Regions from separate parts of the Mus musculus genome. Here region 2 is linked to region 1. The links are chromatin contacts, called in public promoter capture Hi-C maps. All regions are on one chromosome and are shown on one strand. The core of a region is the stretch at or near the end of the contact, and the rest is flanking DNA. Distances in the headings are between cores, read along the strand shown.

What was found. Promoter capture Hi-C pulls out the DNA fragments that hold promoters and counts their contacts.
Region 2: a promoter capture Hi-C map of liver shows a contact between it and region 1, with 2.1 times the contacts expected there. The contact joins the promoter of P2ry1 here to the promoter of Sucnr1 in region 1. A contact is called at or near these places in 2 of 39 promoter capture datasets (hematopoietic stem and progenitor cells and liver).

The regions. Positions count from the first base shown.
Region 1 is chr3:60,078,537-60,083,159 of GRCm38.p6, reverse strand. It overlaps Sucnr1 (succinate receptor 1), which reads right to left and starts at 1,291. Exons shown (of 2, transcript NM_032400.2): 1 at 1,232-1,291. The coding sequence starts at 1,234.
Region 2 is chr3:61,001,216-61,005,735 of GRCm38.p6, reverse strand. It overlaps P2ry1 (purinergic receptor P2Y, G-protein coupled 1), which reads right to left and starts at 2,951. Exons shown (of 2, transcript NM_008772.5): 1 at 1,137-2,951. The coding sequence starts at 2,294. The coding sequence ends at 1,173.

The sequences.
Region 1 (4,623 bases), core at 42-2,541:
TACACACATACATACATACCTCCGGGTGTCTTTTGTTATGGTATAATTATGCAAATTAGGGAAGTAAGGTGTGCTCCTTTAGGCAAAACTCTGAATTCAAGGGGGGCATGTCCTCTGAACCATCACTAGCCTATACTTTTCAGGAGCTGTCCTCTTCATAGGCAACAGACATGGCGACAACATGTAGTGGCTTACTGAGGTGAACCATTAACCGAGAACTTTCTTTAAAAAACACATTAGTAACTAAAAGGAAATCATTATTAGCTTCTAGCCCACAGTCACAGAGTCTGTTAGAATTAATAAGCTACATATAAACTGAATACACCCACATGAGAAAATTGCTACTACTCATTCTTAATTTGGAATGATGAAAATTCCTTATAAAATTAGTTCTCTAAACATAAAAATAATGCATGTTTTTACCAGAAATTAAGAAAAAATACATTAATGAAAAACCTGGTAATCCAATACAAACTCTGTTCCTATATCCTGGACCATTGCACAGAGCCTAACAAAAAATAAAAATTTTAACTGTCACTGGAAAGTAAAGTATGAAGATATTCCAACAAGTTTCTCTCATTAGTAAACAATTTAAATAAACTGTGTTTGAGTGTATATAAATATAAGTATTTGGTTCTGGTTAATTACGTCACTTTTATGTATTCCACAAGTTACACCCAAACATCAAACATTACAGTATGTATCAAGTTGCATTTTTCATTAATAAGTTAGAGAATAGATTATATAGTTTGGGGAGTAGAATAACAATCACTCTGCAGTTTACCAGTTCCTTTAGTAAATCTTATTCTTAAATCATCACATTTTGCCAAATATAGATGCAAATTTTAAATTTTGGAATGATTTAAAATTTACTCTACTATAAGTTCTTTAATTTACATGGTTAAATTTTTCATGACGCAAGTTATTTTCCCTTTCTCTAAATAATTTCACTTTTTCAAATAATTGTAATTATCTTTGTTGCGACATTATCAAATACAATGAGCCCTTTAAAGCAAAACACACTACATTTTTGTCTATTAAATCAATGCATTTAGAGCCACATGAAATAGATGTGAAAGTCAGATATGTTTGCCTTTGGCTGCTTCACATCTACTGAAGAACAGTTCCCTAGGCAGCATTTAGCTCACAGAACCCTTCCAAAGGAAGCCCTAAGCAGAAAGCTTGGTCTTCTTTGGTGTGACCGAGAGACATGAGCTGCAGTGTCCCTTACCATTCTGCTGTCGGCTTCTGTCTCGACAGAAAACTCTGCCAGGAGCTGGAGACAGCTTCTGACCCAGTGCTGTGTTGCTGGACATGACCAGTGCAGTCTGATTTGCATATTATGCAGCCAAGATTAATAATTCAAAAGGCAGGGATAATTTATTCAGAAAAACCTCCAAGTCATTCAGAGGAACTCCTGAAAAGCCGAAGGCACACAACAGATGAGTCATTTTGTAGAGAGTAGTTTTAACAAAGACATTTGAGGACAAGCTAATTTAAATTTAGTTGATACACTCCCAAAACAACATAGAAGCATTCTATCTTCCCATGTGTATGTGCATGGAACTGTGTACGCACATTTAGGTAATGAGAACAGCAAACATTTTATGGTTAATATATATAGTTGAACTCATTTTTCATTGTTTTACACATTTCTTTGGTGACTTCTATACTAAGCATACAATAATTAAACTGCTTCATAGAAATCCTGAGGGAACTATGACATGAGTACTTGGACGGCAGTCTGAATTTGAGCCTTGTCAGTGTGCTGCTGAAAGGCTGTTAGAACTTTAGATAGTATCCGTTTTATTTTCTGTGATTAAATTCAGGAAACATAAAGAAGTACATCAGATGGCTAGGGATTAAGGAGAGAGGCATTATCTTAGATGACAAGCTCAAGAGATAGTAGTAGACTTTCCCCAGTCAGTGCTCTGAACAGCATCCAGAAGACTGATTATTCCAGATAAGAAACAAACCTGGCCTTTTCTCAAGGCTACATCAGTTTTTTATTCAAGCAAAAATCTGGATTGGTTGACCTGAAGGGTGGGGATAACACTGAGGATGTATGTACATGGTAGCGACTAAGATACAATCACAGGCATTTTCTACTTGTAGAGGAAAAGAGGCTAGAGAGTACTTTGGGGTACAGTCTTCAGAAAGAGAGGAGAGTAGCCAGTTGTGGTTCATGGACCTCTCCAAGGTATAGAGTGGCCAGTTGTAGTTCATAGACCTCTACAATGTAAAAAGGAAAGTTCTGACCACCACCATGGCAGGAGGGGCTGGAGATGGTGATTCCCTCTTTGTGGGTACCTGGAGTTCCCCAGAGTTTCCTCTTTCTTGTCTCTACTTCCTGATGGCCAAAAATGTGGTCGGTACTTCTCTTTTTCCCCCCCACAGGACTGCAAGCTGATAGTTTGGGCTTCCTGCCAAGAGCCACACTTCCCCAGGACCCCTCCACTGGTACCAGGGCAGATACAGTAAATAGACTGCTGTTCCTTTCATACCGTGACACCTTATTCAGGGTTACAGAGCAGAGGTACGGAGAATCTGTCCAGCAGGACGAGTGTCACTGTCACACTTCCAGGCCCCCTCACAGGCCCAAATATAAGCTCTGCATTCTTGATGGAACACTGTATGGTCACATTCCTGTTCTAAATTTGTATTAACTTTATAACAAGGGACCAAACATTTCCCTTGTGCTGGATTTGCAAATTATGTTGTCACTTCTGCCAGAGAGAGCACACATCTCTCAGGAAGTGATTTCTGTTCAGCCTATAATATTTCAGTGGGCAGAGCTTCTGACTTTGTTTTCTTTGTTGATAGAAACAATGTAACACATTGGATCTCATCAAATTTTCAATTCTCTTAACTGTAAAGTAGGGATACTTGTGACAATCCCAGGAAATACATATATCTACATAGAAGTCTGTGTATTATACTATACACTGGGGATTAGTCATAACAAGCTGTTGGCTAATATAATATGTCATACTTGCTTGCTAAAGATTAATTATTACAGACATTTTCAATAAATTAAACTTCCTTCCATATGAGTACTTCAATTTAATGCTGTTAGTTTCGGCACAGGAATACAAATTAAAATAATCTTACAAAAAGCAGCACGGTAAAAAAAAAAAAAGGTCATTGAATCCTTGTCCTGAATTTGCATTTTACTAGCTGTGTGATCTGTGAAACAAACTTGCCTAAGCCGATTTCCTTGTTCAGAGGGGCCCAGTGACTCTACTCCACAAAGTTCCTGACATTCACAGTCCAATGTAAAATAATATATGAAAGTCCAGCGAGCAGGGTGTGCAAGAGAAGTTTGTGTAAAATCAGATCCACTCAGCAGGAAACTCAAGAGAAAAACACAGAGGAGGGAGCACAAATGGCAGTTCAATGCAATGCAATGCTTCCCAGTGTCTACTGTGGTCCTTAGGGACTTCACTCTAAGTACAGGCATACATCAGCTTAGTTGAGTTACATGATTGTGGCTCAGAGCAAACTGTCAGTACCTTAATTTTCAGCTAAAGAAACTGAGGCCCAACAAAACTTACATACATTGCACACATTGCACAACTGATTAAGGACTGTGCCAGAATTTTGGGCCTCTTCTCTTCAACATGATTTGGCTTTATTTGCCTCTCATAGAAAAGAAGAACCTGCTAGGGCAAATTGTAAAATTGGTACCACTGAATACTTTTTACCATGAATATAGCAATTTCATGTAATTTTTCTCTAATCAAGTAAAATTTAGAATATATTAAGGTTAGCAATGGTTTACAAGATTTATTATTTATCAAAATTAATGATTAGGTTTCTACAAAACAGAACACTTTACATAAACAAGAGTCAAAGATAAAACACTGAAGTGTTTATGGGAAGGCCCTATTAGCAGGGCCTCTGGGCATGCTTACAAGATGCATTCTTTTATTACAAAAACAGTTTGTGAGGACAAGCAGCTGGCCTAAGGGTCACACTAATTTTTACTGAATCACAAGCCAGGAAATGGGAGGACAATCATTCATACCAAGAAATATCTTAAATTCTTAAGGGGAAATAGTCACAGCAAACACAAAAGGGTTGAATCAAGCTAAGGACACAAAGGACTCCAAGGAAGTTCCTCTCACACAACACAGGGAATAGAGTAGAAGTTCATGTGGATTGTGACTATACTCTTTCAGTTTCCCGACACCAAACCAGCACTACTAGATGAGTTTACATTACCATGAAATGCAGTCTATTCATAATTCAGTCTGAGCCCCAAAATCCTTTTCTTTTCTAAATAAGACATTAAAAACTTGTTGCTTAAGAGTTACTTTCTTTTAGCCAGGTGGTGGTGGCACACATGTTTAATCCCAGCACTTGGGAGGCAGAGGTAAGCAGATTTCTGAGTTTGAGGCCAGCCTGGTCTACAGAATGAGTCTAGGACAGCTAGGACTATACAGAGAAACCCTGTCTCAAAAAACAAAAACAAAACAAAACAAAACAAAAAAACAAAACAAAAAACAAGAGTTACTTTCTTTTAAACAACTAATTCAAAGACGAATCTTGTTCATCTATCATATTCAAGTCATGGCAAATAAGAGTACACATGGGCATAAAAACCAACTTCAAGGAATTTTT
Region 2 (4,520 bases), core at 1,702-4,201, 920 kb before region 1:
AAAGGTTTCACCTTGTTAACAGATACCAGCTTTCCACCATCATGGAACACCTAAGTGATTTCCTTGACTCCCCTTTCATTCTGCATTTAATATTTTGAAGAACCCTGAAGAGACAGATAGAACCCTGCCATTATTTTTTAGTTTTACGTCCTTCCTTTTGAACTCTCCTCACCTCCAGCTGCAGAGAGCCCCTTGTCAAGCATGGCCTTCTGAAACATCGACAGTCCCGCCCACTACCCCACAATCTGCTAAGGGCTCCACCTTAAGGGCTGCCTTCACCCTTTAGTCTAAAATTTAACTGGGATTTCTCAAAATTGTTTTCACAGATGTGAGGGAGCCCTTGTCTTGGAACACAGAGTCCTAAGACACTGCACAGCAGTGGTGCAAGGGAGAACTATTTATCCCAGGAAGCCTAGGAGTCCACAGTATTTATAAGAAAAACACATGCAGTTCAATTATTTTAAGCGTATCTTGGCAATAATATGATATCTGCAGCCTCCCACCACCAAACATTTAAGAAGTGATGTTTATTAATCAGTTTTCCAGAAATAACCGGAAATGCTCCTTTTTACTCACAGAAAAGTTCATTGATTTTATTTTTCTATTCAATTCCCCAGATAACATCAGCGACCATGTATGCTTCTGAGGAACTGAAAGACATGAACATCAAGGCATCTATCTGCTCACTATTCAATGGACTAACCAGTATTTCATTATACTATGCCAAATTGTTTAAAGGATAGATTTTATTTTGTTTATGCCAAGAGCTATTCAAAGCAACACAGGCTGAACAAATCACAGGTTCAAGTTCCAGGTGGCCAGTTTTCTTGGAGACATTTTTAATATCAAAATTGCTCTGTTACACATTCTCTTTCTCTCTCTCTCTCTCTGTCTCTCTCTCTCTCTCTCTCTCAACAGAAAAAAAGCCTGTGAATTGAAAAGGAGGAAGGGGAAGTGTTTATTACACATACTTCTATTCAGTAAGAAAGGAGATTACAGGAAAGAACAATAAATGTGGATATGTGCATCAAATTGATGCTTCTTAATTTTTAGACTCACGACTTTCTTCTTTGGAGAATTCTCTTACATTACTAGGAACTTAGGAAGAAAAGCATCTTGTTCTATGAGCATCCTACCATGTTACAAAACTCAGGAGCTAGGATCTCGTGCCTTCACAAACTCGTGTCTCCATTCTGCTTGAACTCAGATAAAATATTGAGAGTCATTTCTTCACTCTTGGATTGTAAATTGGCCTCACTCCTCCTGGAAGCTTTCCTGGTGGCTCGGGACAGTCTCCTTCTGAATGTATCTCCAGCCAAGAAATAAAGAATGGGGTCCACACAGCTGTTGAGACTTGCTAGACCTCTTGTTACCTGATAAGTGGCATAAACCCTGTCGTTGAAATCACACATTTCTGGGGTCTGGAAATCCAACCGTGCTCGCAAATTCATCGTTTTCATCACATGGAAAGGGATATAAGACACAGCAAACACCGTCAGGACAATTATCACCAGGTAAATGGATTTCCTCCGGAGCGGAGAGTTGTCCAGGTCATTGTAAATCAAAGCTTTAACAATTAATCCATAACAGCCCAAGATCAGCACCAAAGGGATGCAGAACATGGCCACAGTCGTGCACATACTGTAGATGAAATAACTTCGCAGGTAATCATTGGACGTGGTGTCATAGCAGGTGACAGTTTTGTTTTTCCGAGTCCCAGTGCCAGAGTAGAAGAGAATAGGGGAGATGGCCACCACCACAATGAGCCACACCAGCACGCTGACATAAATGGCATTCTTCTTCTTGAGCCTGCCCAGAGACTTGAGAGGGTACACCACGCCACTGTACCTGTGTGCGCTGATGCAGGTGAGGAACAAGATGCTACCGTAGAGATTTACGTGGAAGATGAATCTCTGCAGCTTGCACATAGCATCCCCGAAGATCCAGTCAGTCTTGTTGAAGTAGTAGAAGATGAGGGCTGGTAGGGTGAGCACGTATAAAAAGTCAGCCAGAGCCAAATTGAACATGTACACGGAGATGCCGCTCCAAGGCTTCATGTGGAAAACGAACATCCAGATAGCCACGCTGTTGCCTAGGAAGCCTATGATGAACACTAAAATGTAGACAGCCGGCAGGTAGTAGAACTGGAAACCGGTCTTGGTCAGGGCACATTGGAATGAAGAGGAAACTGCTGCAGTTGAGGCGACAGTACTGTTTCCCCAAAGCGAGCCCAGGCCCGCCAGAAAGGCAGCATCCGTCCCGTTGGGGACAACCGACCAAGGCACCTCGGTCATCCTCTTCTTTCCAACTCAGGCAGCTACTAGAAAGGGCAGACCGCGGCGAGCGGGCAGCAGCGGCGAGAGACTCAGCGCGCATCGGAGGCGCAGGCCAGGGACCGCGCGCGGGAGTTCCCCACGGGTCGGAGCGCGCAGGGGCTCGCCCACGCCGGCTCTGGCCGCGCTTTTGTCGCGGGCCATGAAATTCGCCCGGAGCTGCGACCGATCTAAGCTGAAGGACGTGCGGGCAACTTCCCGGTCCAGCTGGCGGCGCGGAGGTTACACAACAGGACGCGCAGGGCACCTCCACCAAGTTTGCAAGTGCGCTCCCGCGCAGGGCGACTGATAGGCGCTGCTCAGAGCGCCTGGGGCGCGGCGGGTCAAGTCCAAGTAGTTCGGCTGTTCCCAGCGGCCCGAAGGCGCAGGCCAACCACCTCCTCTCTGATCAACTTTGCCTGGCCATCTGCCTACTCCCTACCTTGCAACCCGGGACCTTCACCAGGGACGCCGCGACTCTTCTTCCGGCCACATTCTGAGCCCGCGCTCAACCTTGGAGGTCTTTTGGAGAGCGCGTGGCCTCGGACCCTGGCGTACTACCTACCCTGTACCCCGCTCACAGTCCATGAAGGCTGCAGCTCGTCTCCGCGCTCGGCTGGGTCTCGAGTGCAGGGGGCAGGAGAGAAAGCCAGGCTCCCAGCGGGGTGGGCGGAGCCTAGGAGCCCGGGCGAGTCTGTGCTCCGCGGGGAGGCAAGGGGCGTGTCTCCGCCGTGCAAGCTCCGGGCCGCCGGCTCAGGGCTGGGCGCCCAGGGCGGGAGGTGGCCTCTGGAAGCAGAGATCGCGGTGCCCCTGCACGCCTGGCAAGGCCGCCACCACTCGAATCAGTGGTCAGAACAAAAGGTGCTCTAGGGCAGCGGTGGCTTCTGGCCAGCGTATGGCTGGAGGGGTTTCCTCGGTCCTCCACCAGCTAGCTCTGTAAAGTGAAGTTGCTGACACGCTGAAAACCTTCTGGACGCTGGCAGCGTTGTGTCTAAAGCTTTGAGCTGAGCAGTCTGAGACAGACATCTCCGGAGCCTCCCCGGAACTCGCAAGGTGTTTGCAGGCTCCAGACAACCAGCGGTTTGCAGGTGGGCACGCCCTGGCCCTGCACAGCGCCTTGCTTTGCCCAACGCGTGTAGGAACCTGCTGATCCCAGAGGGTGCCAGCTCTGAATGAGTGAGGGTGGTAAGCGGCATGGGCAAGTCGCTTTCTGCCCTTCATGTCTGTTTGTTTTTATTGTTGTTTGCTTTATCCAAATACTATTTTTTGCACTACTTAGAAAAATGCTAATACACCGGCATCACTGGTAACATTATTGTGAGAATGTACATAAGAACCTGGTCTAACTGCTTAGTTAACGCAGCACACATCATCAGTCCAACTTGACTGCTAACACTTGCTGGAAAGAACAAGCGCCCTCCCTCCAACCTCCAGTTACCATTTACATACATTTAAATAATAGAGACTACAGTGAAAATGATTCTGAATCAAGCTGAATATTAAACACAGCTTTATAAAGAAAGAGGGTTCATTTGTTGAGGGATAACTTTACAGTTTGGCTTTATTGTGAATCTTATTTCTTAAAATGCCTGTTCCTCTAGTAGATACCTTTCAAATTTAGACAGAGACCAATGTAATTATTTTATTTTTTGTAAATCTTAGTCTAGGGTTCCAAATGCATAAAAAATGTGGGCAATATATAAAAAAAAAGTGTTTAATTGTAAACTAAATGGATTGTTTCCTACCTGAAGACATGATTAAACAGACCCACCCAAGAATGGAACCAAGCCCTTCTTGACAATCTACTGATTAATGTATTTTATGTGCCATATTAACAAATACATTTTTTCTTGTAAAAAAAAAGTACGAGGATAGAATACCTTCGATTATATTCTATAGCCATTTCATTCTAGTTTCATATATTAAATGACTTTGTTCCCTTAAAAACACTCAAGGAGTTGGTGATCTGTCTCAGCCACTAAAGGCATTAGGCACTTACCGCCAAGCCTGAGGACTTGAGCTTGATCCCATTACTTACATGGTGGAAGGAAAGAACTGACTCCCACTTTCCTGATACCTGTGCACCCATATTGTGTCACTGTGGCACATGAGCATATGTGCATGTACACACACACACGCACACACACACACACACACACACACACACACACACAGAGAGAGAGAGAGAGAGAGAGAGAGAGAGAGGCA